3 separate regions of the Mus musculus genome follow, and regions 2 and 3 are each linked to region 1. Evidence: chromatin contacts called from public promoter capture Hi-C data. All regions are on one chromosome and are shown on one strand. Each heading gives the region's core, a stretch centred on a gene start, on an enhancer-like site or on the middle of the called end of the contact. The rest is flanking DNA. Distances are from core to core; before and after follow the strand shown. Region 1 holds the start of Cant1 (calcium activated nucleotidase 1). Region 2 holds the start of Rab37 (RAB37, member RAS oncogene family). Region 3 holds the start of Fdxr (ferredoxin reductase).

Region 1 (4,900 bases), core at 1,500-3,999:
CCCACCTGGCCAATGTTGCTGCAAAGGGCCAAGGAGACACCAAGCAAACATTCCTGCCAGTTCCTCCCACTAGATCCTCTCACCAGCCCCCTACCCCCCCCCCGCCACTAAGTCCTCCCAGTGGGTCCTCCCATCAGATCCTCCCATTAGGTCCTCCCACTAGGTCCCCCACTAAATCCTCCCACTAGGTCCCCCACTAAATCCTCCCACTAGATCCTCCCACTAGGTCCTCCCACTAGATCCTCCCACTCATCCTAATCCCATTAGGTCACATTCCTTTTGTCCAATCATGTTTATATATGCAGTTCCTTCTTCATCAAATCCAAGCATTAAAATAATGTTCCCAGGCTAGAGCTGGAGTTCAACTGGTAGAATGTGTGCTGAGCATGCCAAAGCCCTGGGCGCCATCCTCCAGCCATTCACCACACAGACCAGGTGTGATGGTGCACACCTGTAATCCCAGACACTCGGAAGGTTGGAGTATCAGTTCTGGGGTCATCCTCAGATGTATAGCTAGTTTGAAGACAGCTTGAGCCACGTGTTTCCCGGGATTCTCTGGATTTTGAAGGTTCTCATTTCTTAAACAGAGATTTTGTGAATATGATGTGCTATTCTCTCGCTGCCTGCATTTTGTTACTAGAGTGTAGGCTACTCCATGGAGGGTGAGGAAGTTCAGGTACTTTTCCGATCCTGTGGCAGCTATGACAGCGTCTCCCATAATGCAAAGAAGAATGCAGATCTTCTGGCTTTTCTTAGCCATGGAGCCACTGCAGACTGCTGCTCTGGAGGACATGTACTCACTCCTGCATGAACACGTACTTTGGGCCAGTAGGTTTTCTTCTAGGAATTTATCCTAGGTACATTTTATAGTTGTGCTTTAATAACACAAGGATATTCCCTGAAGTATTGTTGAAATGTGAGATTTTAGGTATTCCAAAAGAATGTTTTAGGGTGGAATTAAATAGCTTCCCTATGGTCTTGGGTAGAAGACTGTATATGGTAAAAAACCTCATTGGTCTCCTGACTCTACAGGAGTAATTCTATTCAAGGTCCCTAAAGGTCAGTTGCTGGGTAGTTGCAGGACTGTGTCATTCAACTTCTGAAGCTTGCAACGAGATGATGAGAAAGAAGTGTTGAAGCTGGTAACAAAAGTATCAATGCAACCCAACATCTCCTAAACAGACCTGTGTGCCTATGGAAACATCATTCGGATAAGGTTAGTATTGCACAATAGCAATACGGAAGGGATGGATTTCTTCTTAAAGAGATATTACCATAGCTACAAAAGAATTGCACACCGTCTAAAAGATATGACAGGGCTGAGAAGAAAACTCAGCTGGCAAAGTGATAGACTTGCAAGCACAGAGGTGAATCCACTGCCCAGAAATCATGTTACGAAAATGATGGGTGTGGTGTTGCAATCCTGGTGCAAGGGGTACTAGAGCTTCCTGGGACTCACTGGGGCTCAGTGGCCAGCCAGGCTAGCCTACTCAGCCAGTTCCAGGCCATCCAGAAACCGAGGTTGTCCTCTGGCCTCTAGGGGAACGCAAGTGCACCTGTGAATATATAAACCCACACAGATGCGTGTTCTCTCTCTCTCTCTCTCTCTCTCTCTCTCTCTCTCTCTCTCTCTCTCTCTCTGTGTGTGTGTGTATGTGTGTGTGTGTGTGTGCGCGCGCGCGCGCGCGCGCCCCTGGAACACCGACTCTGCCATCTCTCATAAAGGTTAAGCTGGGCAGAACTGAGCAATGTATTATTTAGAGTTGCACAGCTATGTGTTGTCTGCAAAGGAAGGCTTGAGAAAGATGAGCACAGTATTCGGGACCATGCCTCCCGTTGCAGGTGTAAGGAGAGGAGCTGGGAATTGGAAGGAATACCTAGAGTGCTTTAAAAATCCTACGAGCAATCTGCTATTCCGAGTGGAGAAGCTGTAACAAATAGAAGGTGGCTGATTGGGACTTGGTTTGGTCTGACACGAACATCAGAGAATTCAAGAAAGATGGCCTGCCAACCCAAGCACAGAAGAGGGAACCCAGCACATTTCTATTTTTCACATGTAATTTAGTATATATTCTAACGTTAGTTAGTGTATGTCCCAGAGGACAAAAAGGGGTGGAAGAAAGGGTTGTTTTTCACCGTGTTGGGTTACATATTTTGAATTCGTCCCAACTGTGCATCGGTTACTTCCCAGAAGGCTTTTGGGAGACTCAGGGATGAGGCTGAAGTCAGGAGGCAGGGCTGACTCTCTCCATGGTTGATGAGGGCCTCTTAAAGTCCTTACATGCCACCACTGTCTAGGACTGAGCCGGTATCACACAGCACAGAGCTCAGGGCAAGGCAGGCTGGGAAAAGATGAACCGGGGTCCTCCGTTTGTAAGGGCTATTGACTACAGTCGGCGGCGGGAACACACCACCATCCTCTGGTCCTGCTGTGGAATCTGGTCAGCATTGGCTATGACCAGCTGGAACTGCTCAGAAGAGGGTCTGAGGACTAGGGCGGCAGAGAGGAGTCCTAACTTCTAAACTTCCTGAGACGAAGGTCGGGGGGACCAGGCAAAGAACCCTGAAGCTTAACTGGGGAACGACAGACAACTCCTTTGCTGGATTTCCGCGCCTCAATTACAAGCTCAAGCGAAAAACTACGATTCCCAGCAGCCCGGCGCTCAGTGCGCAGGCGCAGAGCAGAGACTGGGTGGGCGAGTAGAGGAAGACACATAGAGCAAAGGCTGCCGGGAAGACGTGGCTGTAGGCAACCGAGAGTGCGGCGCAGGAAGACACTTAGAGCAGAGGCTGCCGGGAGCGCGCGGCCAGAGTGAGGCGCAGGCGCAGAACAGAGACTGCCGGGAGCGCGCGGCGGGGCGGAAGTGGCCGCCTGCCCTGTCCGGCCCTACGCAGGTAGGCGGCAGCCCGCAGGCTCCGGAGCCAGGCCCTCAGTGGGTGAGTGACGGTGCGCCCGCGGCCGGGTGCCCTCCCTCGCTGTGTTCTGGGGCCTGTTGCCACCCGCATCCGTCCGGCCCGGCCCCAGGCACCTCAAACTCCCCCCCGCAGCTAGGCTGTGACGGGTGCCGGACAGACAGACGTCTTTCCCCCTCTGGCTTGTGTGGGAGACCTCCCCTTTCTGATGAGGGTGCCGTGCTGAAGTAGTGCGAAACTTCTTCCTCTTCTGACTAGCATGCTTCAAATGCCCCTAGCGACAGTACCTTCCCTCCCTCCCTGCCTGGCCTGGGCACGGGCTCTCCAGTTTGGCACTTGATCACCTCTCTAACAGACCCACCTACGCACCCCATCCTCACCTGTAACCGCCCACTTCCTTGCTCCTGTCCTGGCTCTTCTTGCTGTCATCTAAGATTGGACCTTCCCCCTAGGCAGCATAGTGCACTATCCTTTTTTACTACCCGACTACCGACACCCCCTGCTTCTTCTGCACACCCCCTAGTCCCTTTCTGCACATACAACCCTAATCTCGGCTAGACTCTCCCAGCCTCGAAGTCGGGCATCACCTGGTCCATCCTTACAGAGCTTCCTGCCCCTAGCACCTGTGACATTCATACGCCTCCAGTAAACCCAAGCACCTTTCTGCAGTCACTCGGGAGTGCCTCAGTAACCAGCTTCATTTCCCAGTTCCATCTCAGGTCTATATACTGGACAAAGCTTAGACCTGGGAACCTGGTCTCACGGTGTCAGTGGGGCCTGACTGACTAGATCTTACAAGCTCCCAAGACTGTCCTGCATGTACTGCAGACCCTGCCTTGGGAACTCCTTCTCCCTGCCCCTCTGGGGCTTGTCTGAGGACCATCCTTCTGGACTGGGCTACAGGCCCTCCTTTGAGCTGCTCCCTAGACCTCGGCCTAGCAGTCTTGCTGGAACCCGTGAGCACAGCCTACTTCCTTCTGGATAAGACAAGGGATCTCTGTCACATAGAGCCCAGAGCGTCTTTGCTTGGCTAGAGACAGAATTCTGTGTGCTTTCTTGCTTTCTTTGTTCCATTTGACCTGTTATAAAAAAGTAAATGCTTCTTGCAACTGAATGGACCATGTACTGTGACCATATTGTCCCTCAGTCCCCTTTACCACGTAATATGCACCAGTGTGTCCAGGAATGCATGACATCCTCTGCCTGCTGAGCAGCGGGGACAGGAGGAGAGGTCTAGAGAGTGGAAGAGGCAGGTGTCCCGTTGCCACCCACCTGACTGTGGCATGTGTGCCCATGAAGCTCCCACAGATACGTGCGACCCTGTCACCTGAGCCTTGGAACATCCTTCGCAGTGTGGCTGTCTTCGCCGTGGCCATACAGGTAGGTGTTCCAGTGCGTGTTAGTATCTGTCCTTTGAGGACAGTGGATGGCAGTCCACACTCCTTCCCCTCTCTGTCAAGAGGCATGAAAATACCTATTAGAAGCCAGTGAGTGTTGAGAATTTCTGGAAAGCTTGTCTTAAATGCCAACACTGAAGGAATTAAAACCTTGTATACTGACTTTAAAGACTTTATATTGGCTTTTCTTTTCATCAACACAAGACAGATTGTCTAGGAAAAATTAATAATAACCCTGATCCTAGAGAAGTCCACATGCAATGAAATAGAAACTCAAGGCAGCTCCCGTGCATTGAGAGTGAGCAATTGTGAGCAGTAAAGTGCAGGTGAGCGTGAGCTGAGAGCCATCAGGGTGGTTCTGAGGGTCTTGCCTTGTCCCCCAGCCAGCACAGGGCGGGGGCGGGGGAGCTCTGGGACAGTGTGGGCTGTGTCCAAGGGTGCAACTGTGTATTCTGGAATTGAGTTCTGGTCTGGGTTGGACTGGGATTGTCAAACCCCTGTGTTTTCAGGCATGCTGTGTTTGGGGTATCACTTTGACCTGGAGGGCAGCTCCTTTGCTAAGTCCCTCCCAGGGCACTGGGGATGCAGAC
Region 2 (4,900 bases), core at 1,233-3,732, 3.3 Mb after region 1:
TACTTGGAGATCCCCAGAGAACTTCACATTCCGTTGGTCTATACCTTGGATATATATTTGCCCATTGCTGGCCAGTGCAGAGACTACTGATGCTGAGTGTATGCTCAGGTGGGTGGGTCTCCCACACAGGGAAAAGGACCTCTCCTCCCGTAGCCTACCAAGACTTGACAGGTGGGTGGGAACATGGTGGTTCGGGTCCTTCATCCCAGCATTTGAGAGGCAGAGGCAGGCAGATCTCTGAGTTCAAGGACTAGCTAAGGCTAAATAACCAGCCCCCCCCCCCCATCTTTAAAAGAAGAAAGAGAAGACTTGATGGGCAGGACACTCTCTTTAAATTACTATTGTTTGAGTTTCCTTTTGGGTCAGACAATTATTTGGAAGTGTCTAATGAGGGCTTACGCTCATAATAGGCTTGCAGGAATTAGGGAAGACTGGAATTTATTCTGAGATGGGGAGCCAGCTTGTCTGAAGTTTTTAGCAGAAACCTCCCAAGAGGGACAAATGGCTGTGAACTGGCATCTTTGGGTCACTGTGGAGAACATGCAGGTATGGTAGAGGGAGTTCTCTGCTCAGTCATCTTGGAGAACGGAGGTGTAGACTCAACACTGGAATGTTCCCAGCCGTCTGGTTAGACTGCTAATAAGGTTGGAATTGCTCAGGGCTCTCTGAACTTGATAGCGGAGCCACAAAGCTAAAAAGCTTTTCTTCCTTAGCTATGGGGTCTTGGGCCTGATTAGTTGATTGTGGGGCAGAGATGTCAGAGTGGGTCGGAAAGGAAGGGATGCAAGGCTGAGTTCCCGAATTATAAAAACCCTACTGTGTGCTTTGGGGAAATTTTCATCGGCTTGCCCACCATAGTAGGAGGAAAGTGGGGGTGGGGTGGGGGAGTGGGGCTCGTTCCTTTGCAGCCTTTCTGGAGCTTGTCAATGACTAACGACAAGATTGATGGGGACCACTTAAGAAGAGTGCCCAAGACCCCAGACCTAAGGTGCTCCAAGGATCTTTTCTCATCATGCTCTTTTCCCACAGCTACAGACTCAGGACTGGGCCAAGCCTGGCAGGCTGGGGGTCAGCTATTTTGCAGGTGCTCCCAGCAGGCACTCTGATGGCTCTGGGGCCCCAGCCATACAGGGGGAGGGAGGGAGGGAGGCAGGCGAATACCGGTATTTGTGTACTTTACAGATCACAGCTGCCTTGAGCAAATGATGCAGCCGGTCACCCAGCCCATCAAGTCCACCAAACACAAACAGCTGCTCAGCCTTGCCACCTCCTAGGTAAACAGCTCAGTTGTCCTGCAGGGCTAGGAGGTCAGGAGATCCCCATCAGCCTGGGGGTGGGGGCTGGCCATCAGCAACTCCCCTCCCCTGAGGACTTAGAGCCCCATTTCCTGCCACAAGCCCACACAGGACGCCTATCTCAACGTCTCTGGGTGGGTAGGCTGGCTGACTGGCTTCCCCTGAAACCCTAGGGGGTGGAGATGTGAAGCTCCTAGTGAGAGTGAGATCTGGTGTTTGAGAGGAACCAAGACCCTGAAAGAGGCAGGTACCCTTCAAGACCAGGCATCACTTCTACCTGGCATAGCTCTTACTTCTCTCTCCTAAACCCTGTAGAAAAATAGTGCAAGAGGCTGGCTGGCTCAGCATCTCTTTTTAGAGTTCCATGTACTTGCTTAAGCCAAGGACACCAATAAGAGAGGTGGTGACAGACATCCTTTTATTCAGGGCATTCCTGCAGAATGTATGCACCCCAGAGAGTTGCCTTTAAGGTCGTCGGGGGGCCGGGCGGGGGGAGGGGGAGAGTGGGCCATGGTCACTAATTGCCATGTTCTTTCTCAGCTTCTGAAAATTCCCAAGTGGACTTGTAGGCTGGCTACATGCAGCCTGGGGTGTTGGGAAGGAGCTGTGAGTCTATGTCTGGAGGCAGTGGGGAGGGGAAGGGTGGGATGTACCGCTGAGTGGGGACCCAAAGCACTGCACGCCTGTGACAGGTGTCACTTTTTGAGGCTTAGCTCAAAAAGGGCATTAACCTTGAGATGCCTCTGAAGGCGGGGATGCCCTGTCTGTGTCTTCAGAGAGTCCCTGTCTCCCAGTATTCCAAAGTGTGGCAGAAGGAACTGGGTTTTTGTTCCTAGGGTGGGGGAGTCTTAGTCTTTCAGATCTGCCTTACCCCATGCCCTCCGAGGTCAGCCTAGAACCCTAGAGACTGGGATGAGCCCAGGGGTTATGCCCCAGACCAGAGACCCAGCTGACACTTCCAGAAGAGGGGTGTAGACAGGGAAGGACAGGGTCCTAAGGCAAAGGACATCGGGAGGGATGTCCCTAAGTGCCGGCCTGGGGGGTCCCCAGCACTGAGCGCAGAGCCCACCCACCTTGCCGGTGAGATCGTAGTTCGGGCTGAAGGGCGGGGAGCGCTCAGGGGCCTCGCCATCCCCAGCGGTAGCAGCTCCTGGTGTGCCAGTCATGTCCCCGGACAGTCAGAGGTGAGCCCGGCTCGAAGCAAGCGAGGGAGAGCGAGGAACCGCCCTGCCCTAGGCTCCGCCCACTCCTCCCTCCCCATCCACCAACCGGCTCGGACCCTGATAGACTCCTCCCTCCGTCCCGCCATCCCCTCGACGACGCCAGCCAGGACGTCTGAGACTCGCAGAATGCACACCCTAGGGAGTGGCAGTCCCCCTGAGAGACATTAGCCTAGTTTAGTGCTCTTACAGCACGGAATGAGTCCTGCTACAGGACCAGCCCATTAAGGTCGCAGTGGTGAAGTTAGATTGCCATCGAGGCTGCGGACCCGGGAGACCCAGCTAGCTGCGGAAGGTGTGGGGCTTGGTTTCCTACTGCGGCAATGCAGTGGCCAGCAGGGCGCGCCCGAGCTCCAGCCAGTTGACAGTCCGGTACTTACCTGCAGGCAAGAAGCTGGGGACGTCCCTGAACAATGTTGGACAGGAAGTTGCATTCTGAGACTAGCACCCAAGCGGTTCTGATAGACCTCAGCTCATCTGAGCCTACTTTTTCACCGACACTCACCTTGGAGCGCACTGACCATCTGGGGAGCTCCTGGGTGGTGCTAACACTTGGAGCTCTTTGCCATGTTTCTCCCTCATTTGTTAGTCTAAGCCCCTGATGTCCTCCCACCACGGGAAGGTGAGCTCTTGAAGCCCATCTTTCCAAGGGGACAAGATAGGGCCAACATTATTCAGGGAAGGCCTAGGCCTAGCCACCGAGTGGGTGCCACAGGAATTCATGAAGTCGTGGGTCGTTTTGAGCTGTTTCTAGTACAGCCCAGGAACCCTGCAGCTCCGGATGACGGGGGATATGGAGAATCTGGGGTTGCACATACCAGGGTTCAGTAGCTTGTGGGCCAACTTTTCAACATCTCAACGCTGTATAGAAAGGAACAGGATGCGGGGACTGGATGCGGGGTGTAGGAAGGGGGTTGGGCCCCTCAACTTTTTAGGTGAGGGCAGTGAGGGCTGGCTTTGGGGTGACTATGACTTGGGAAATGGCTGTGTACATCAGCAGGAACTATTTCATGACAGCTGAGAGGAGATCCCGGAGCCTGGATGGAGGTGACTTTGTCGAGGTGGGAATTGGAGAGGGGTAGTGGCTTGCCCCTTGCTCACCGTCCACTGAAAACTAATGTTGTGGGGGTACATCGTGTCCCCCAAGAGATATGCTGAAGTCCTAGGCACTGGTACCCAAAATGTGTGTGGCCTTCCTTGGCAACAGGAACATTAGAGATGTAGGTTAGAACTGGGCCATACTGGAATAGGGGTTCCGTGATGGTTAATACTGATCATTAACTTGGCAGGCCCTAGAGTCATGCTGTGAGGGAATATCTTAATTAGGTTGACCGAGGTGGGAAGACCCACTCCAGAGGAGGGCAGCATGAAAAGGAAGAGATCACACCTCTTGTTCTCTGTTGCTTGTTTGAGGTTAGCTGCCTCAGGCTCCTGCTGCTGGGGCTTCCCCCGTCTCGATGGAATCTAACCAAACTTCCCTTCTTCACACGCTGTTTGTGTCCGGGTATTTTATCACAGCAACGGGAAAATTAACTGAGACAAGCCCCTAACCCAGTGTGACTGTGTGATGGGGAAAGGTTTAAAGCAAATGGCTAGAAGACAGCCTCGTGAAGCCAGAGGTAGAGACAGGAATATTTGATGACTCCAAGGAACAGGGACGATGCCCGGAGCTAAGAGAAGCTGGGAAGCGGTAGGGAGAATTCGACTGGGATACTACTGACCCCTTGGTTTGGGACTTTGGTGTGTGTTGTTGGCTCCATTATTATTTTGGGAGGAGGCAAAGGCTTCAGAGGTTAGGGCTTAGCTGGTGTTAGGGATTGGTTCTAACGCTGTCTCAATTCAATTCGGCTCCCAAAGGCAGAGGTCCCAGACCTTCTGTCTCCGCCCCCAGCTGGATTTGATTGGCATTAAAGGATTGCTTTACAGCCAATGGCTGGGCAGGTAAACTGAGGTGGGCGGGACCTGGGGGATTTGTGAGGGCCGGCAGCCAGGGAGAAAACTGGAGATGATCTAGCGAGATGGGTCAGATTTAGAGCTGCAGAAGGAGAAACCGTCCAAAATGTAAGTGGGAAGGGAAAGCAGCCCTAGGGGAGGGGCCCAGAAGGTAACAGGGCAGCGAAGAGAGAACCCAGATTCAGAAGGCGTTGAGTCAGGAGTACCGGAGGGAAATGTATGCTAGCTGGGCGGAGGATCAGAACTGCCCAGCCTTTGAGCTAGTCAAGACATATCAAAAATAAGCTAATGTGTGCGTGTGTGTGTGTTCTTTTCGCGAATCCAGAAGGCTCTGCTTGTAAGCACGCAACTGTCTGGGAGCCAAAGTGGTTTAGCTAAGCTTGCCACTACAGCTGGAGCTAAGCTACTGGTCACATATACTTGCTTACACTT
Region 3 (4,900 bases), core at 1,461-3,960, 3.1 Mb after region 1:
ATCAAAATACATTATATAAAATTTTCAAAAATTAATAAAAATATATTTAAAAATGAACATGGTATTGTCCCAATAAAACTTGACTTACAAAGCAAGTAATTTTCACGTCACAAAATATAAACTATGTTACCATTTAAGATGGCTCCGTAGTTAAGAGCACTTGCAGGGGCTCAGAGTTCAATCCCCAGCACCCATGACAGATGTTCACCGAAGCCCTCTGATCTCCAAGGCAGCAGCACAGGGCAGAGAGACGGGTGTATATAAAAATAGAGAGAGAAACTGGGCAATGATGGTTCACACTTTTAATCCCAGAACTTGGGAGGCAGAGGCAGGAGAATCTCTGGGAGTTCAAGACCAGCCTGGTCTACCGAGTGAGTTCCAGAACAGCCAGGGCTACACAGAGAAACTCTGTCTTGAAAAGCAAAACAAAACAGTACATGTGTAAATAAATTATTGTTGGAGAGATGGCTCAGTGGTTAAGAGTATGCAAAGGTCCTGAGTTCAATTCCCAGCACACACACAGCAGCTCACAACCGTCTGACACCAAATTCTAGTGTGCAGATGTACATGCAGACAAAATATTCACATACATAAGCTACATACGTAAATAATTTATGTATAGGCTTGTGGGCAGCATTTATCTTACCTACTAGTCTTCTGGGGCAGGCGTAAAACACAATGACATGTTAGAGAATCATATTTACCTCTCAATAAGAAAGTGGTGGAGCCAATCAATGGTGGTGCACACCTTTGATCCCAGCACTAGGGAGGCAGAGGCAGGCAGATCTCTACCAGTTCAAGGCTGGCCTGGTCTATAGAGTGAGTTCCAGGACTGCCAGGGTTACACAGAGAAACACTGTCTTGAAAAACAAAACAAACAAACAAAGTGGGGAGTGATTAGTTGAGCAGAGGATTCTGGGATACTGAGTTTTGGTTCTCAGTCTGGTTGTAGGTCACATTATTACACCTACAGTCTCATAACCCATCAACTATGGTGGGAATGAATGCACTTCTCTGTATGTCAAACTTCAACTAAAAATAACCTTCATTTTTGTTGTTGTTCTTTTGTCTTCTCTCTGTAGACCAGGCTGGCTTCGAACTCACAGTTCTGCCCTCCTCTGCCTCCCCAGTGCCACCGCAGCATGGCTAAAAACATTCTTAAAATAGTGTAAAAAATATGAAATACAAAACAGGGGAAACTTCTGGATTATTAAGCTCCTACACAAGGCTCCAGCAGACCAGCCTGAAAGTTGAAATGGACTGACTCAGCATGAAGTTCACCAAGCTGTCACCTAGCCGTTCATCTGGCCCAAGAATTCCAGATTACAGTCAGGTCAGTCAAGCCAGTTTCCATTGGTATGACCACGTTCCTACTGCCATTTCCCTCTCACAAAACAAGTGGCATACTGTTTTGTGAGATCAGGTGCCACTCTGTATACAGCCCAGGCTAGCTTTGTACCTGAATTATGGAATAGAAGATTCAGCTAGGGGCGGGGCGGGGCGGGGCGAGGCAGGGGGCAGTTAAAACGTAGAGCAATTTTGTAAGTCCCTGGGTTCAATCTTCAACAAGAATAAACAAGAATCAGATGTTGTGAGGATGACAGGTTAGTCTTCCAAGAAGGAGAAGGACTCTCAGAGAAGCACTGGGCTTGTCTGGTTAGAGGTGACAATGGGTCCTGCCCTTATTTTAATTATATTTTTTGTGGTGTAATCGAAACCAGGATCATGTGCACATTAAGCATTCACCCTTCTTCAGGTCCTGTTCTTGTGTAGAAAACATGTGTGGGTCGGCTGGAGGGTAAAGTTGCTTGCCCTCAGCCTTAAATGAGTCTGAAACCCAGGAATTCACGTAGAGGAGGGAACCAACTCCTATAAGCTGTCCTCTGACTACCACACACCACGCGAACGCTGTGGCAAGTGTACACCGGCCCCCATAAATAATGTAATAAAATATATAAATGTTAGAAAAAACTTTTAAAAGATATTGATTTTAGGCTTTGCATCAATTTTCTTTTAAAACATGGAATATGAATGATTTACCTTGACTACTGAGCTTTTGGGTGCCCCCTAAGGTACGGTCTCACCCTGATCCCTGTACTGTCGGACCAGGGTCGAAGGTCGGGCTCTGGTCTCAGTGCCAGAGGGGGAACTTCTTCGCGTGTTTCCTCCCCCATCGTGGGAAGAGGGTGACTAGAAATAAGCTCTTGAGAGTTTAACACTTGTCCTTCTCTGACACGCACAAGTAGCTGTTTGAGGCTACATCAGTTCAACATCCAGACTTAAAAATCGAGGAGTCAAGAATAGCGGATACACGAGACTTCCGGGCTCTGGCCTTCTGATTGGCTGATACAAAAATCACTCAAACAACGACAACGGGGCATTGCGTCATCAGCGAGCGGCAAGCTTTACATAAAGTAAGCTCCTTTCCAATTGGCTCCCTTCTTCAAGAGCAACTGAAACAGCATAGGGGATTCGCGTTTCTTCAAATCTAGACTTCCGGCATCTGGAGGTACTAGGAAGACCGGAGAAATTTGATAAGCTTTTGAGGATTGGACGTTCTGGGGGCGGGGCCTTGGCGAGATGGGGGCATGGTTCTCTTTGGGGGCGTGGTTATTTCGGAAATCTTGGTGAAGTCTCCAAGTTGATGTTTCTAAGCAAGCGGGAGGCGAGGCTTGGGGCGGGGCTCCAGTGATGGGCGGGTCCAGAGGAGCGTCCTCGGCGGGCTGCTGGACCTGCGCTCAGCACTAGAGTCATTGCTAGCTCTTCCGCTTGCTGGTTGCACTTCTCAGCCATGGCTCCTCGCTGCTGGCACTGGTGGCGCTGGTCCGCGTGGTCTGGGCTTCGGCCGTCTCCCTCCAGGAGCACTCCGAGTAGGAGCAGGGCTCTTGGGGGCTGCACCAGGGCGAGGGGAGGCCTGTGATCAAGAGCGGGGGTCCGAGCAGAGCTGAGGCGGGGCTGGAGAGGGGCAAAGCTGAACGTGTCTGCTCTTGCGGGAGAAATGGGAGTGATGGAGAGGGGAGGATCTGTGCAAAGAGATGTAAGGCGTCCTGGGTAAGACAGCTCAGTAAAGGCTAAAAGGATAGACCATGAGGTCTTTATGTGTGATACGAGGTGAACGGAGGTGACAGGCAAATTCGAGGTGAGGAGATGAGCAATAGAGTTCTGTGGGGGAAAGAAGGGCTAGAAAAAAGCAAAATAGAAACGTGATGGGCATATGAAGACATGAGATCACATAAGGAACCTCTCAAGAAAGATAGTGCTGTGCAGGACAGCTTGGGGGATAAGGGGGTCTGGGGCAGATTATTTGTTATTGTTCATGGGTGAGACATGGGGTTCTGGATAAAGACAGCTCTGGCATTCAGATGAAATGGTGAAGCTTTGAGGAACGGAAAAAGGAAGATGCAGGTGAGGGTGAAGGCAAGGTGCAACTGGACAGAATTGGTTTGGGGTGGTAGGAGGGTGTTGGTTTGACCCTGCTGTCCCCTGCTCTACCTAGCCCCAGGCTTCTGCCAGAAGTTCTCCACACAGGAGAAGACCCCTCAGATCTGTGTGGTCGGCAGTGGCCCAGCTGGCTTCTACACAGCCCAACACTTGTTAAAGGTAAGCGAGGCACTCCTTCCAGGCTCCCTTCTTACCATTCATTTCTTGTCCCAATTCTGGGGGTAGGCTCCAGCCCTTTGGTTTGTCTGACAAGGAAGGGGCTTTTGACTAATGTAAGCTGTGTTCTTTCTAACTGATTCCACAGGTATAGCTGAGGCGCCCTAGGTCCTCAGCTGTGAGAGACATGCATTTGTTCCATGGATGGTGGTTGGGGACAGATGGGCAGCTGTCTTCTGCTTTGTAGGGAAGTCTTTTTCAGTCTAATGGGATGGCTTTCGCCTCCCCTTATCTTTACGCTTCTTTATCTCCAGCATTTTATATTTCAAGGCAATCTTGTCTGCAGCTTTGCGCCCTCCCCACGACCATTCTCTTCCACAAAGGCCAAGGTCTCAAAGCTTTCAGTATTAGTCTTGCCAGACAGGGCCTCAAGGTTGCCAGATGTACTGGAAACTCTGTCTCAGACCTTAAAGCAAAAGAGGAAGGGGGCGGGGTACTGCAGAGAAGGCTCCGTGGTTAGGAGTGTTTATGGTCTCACAGAGGACCAAAAGATGGGAGTTGGGTTCCCAGCACCCACACAGTGGCTCACAACTCAGCTCCAGGGAACCCAATGTCCTCTTCTGGCCTCTGCTTGGCCCTTCATTCTTGCACACACACAACATACATAACTAAAAGTGATAAAATAAGTAATTTTAAAAAGTAAGGAATACTGAGCTTGACTGAGACAAGACAGTGTCTGAACTTTAGAGGGGCTTGTAATACCAACGGGACAGAAGAAAAAACGATGATTATATTGATATCACATACAAATGTTTGAAAGGCAGAGTGACCCAGTGGCCTGGTTTACCTGGAGCTGACACTAGGAGGGTCTCATGGAGACCTCTGCTGTGAAGTGACCTATGCATGACTCTGCAGCTACATACCATGATCTACACAGGTCAGCGCTACCAGAAGCTGTCCCTAGAGAATGTATATTTGAGAAGCACCAAAGGTCATGTCTGGGCTTCAGCAAGCTCCCAGGTTCCGACATGAGTCAGCCTGGAGTGCAAGGCCACTGCTGAAGGACAGCCTGGGCTCTGGGATGGAGACCCAGGGGTTCTCAGGGTTGGGGTGGGTATGTGGGTGGTGTGGTTGGTATTAGGGAGGGTACTTGTAAGGGGCACTGAGGTTGAGGGAATGAATAGGATCTAGAAGGCAGGGCTTTTTGTGTCTTCTCAGTGGGCGGATCTTGACCTGCAGGCACGCGGGTGTGTTTATGGACCTGACAGTGTAGCTCGAGGAGGCTGGTTTACAAGGTATTTTA

What was found. Promoter capture Hi-C pulls out the DNA fragments that hold promoters and counts their contacts.
Region 2: a contact with region 1 is called in a promoter capture Hi-C map of liver, with 2.7 times the contacts expected there. The contact joins the promoter of Rab37 here to the promoter of Cant1 in region 1.
Region 3: a promoter capture Hi-C map of liver shows a contact between it and region 1, with 4 times the contacts expected there. The contact joins the promoter of Fdxr here to the promoter of Cant1 in region 1. A contact is called at or near these places in 2 of 39 promoter capture datasets (liver and pre-B cells).

The regions. Positions count from the first base shown.
Region 1 is chr11:118,416,967-118,421,866 of GRCm38.p6, reverse strand. It overlaps Cant1 (calcium activated nucleotidase 1), which reads left to right and starts at 2,749. Exons shown (of 5, transcript NM_001025617.2): 1 at 2,749-2,937; 2 at 4,213-4,293.
Region 2 is chr11:115,151,760-115,156,659 of GRCm38.p6, reverse strand. Rab37 (RAB37, member RAS oncogene family) reads right to left here and starts at 2,482. Exons shown (of 9, transcript NM_021411.4): 1 at 2,369-2,482. The coding sequence starts at 2,461.
Region 3 is chr11:115,274,779-115,279,678 of GRCm38.p6, reverse strand. It overlaps Fdxr (ferredoxin reductase), which reads left to right and starts at 2,710. Exons shown (of 12, transcript NM_007997.1): 1 at 2,710-2,870; 2 at 3,497-3,600. The coding sequence starts at 2,792. It overlaps Fads6 (fatty acid desaturase domain family, member 6), which reads left to right. Exons shown (of 6, transcript NM_178035.5): 6 at 1-1,052.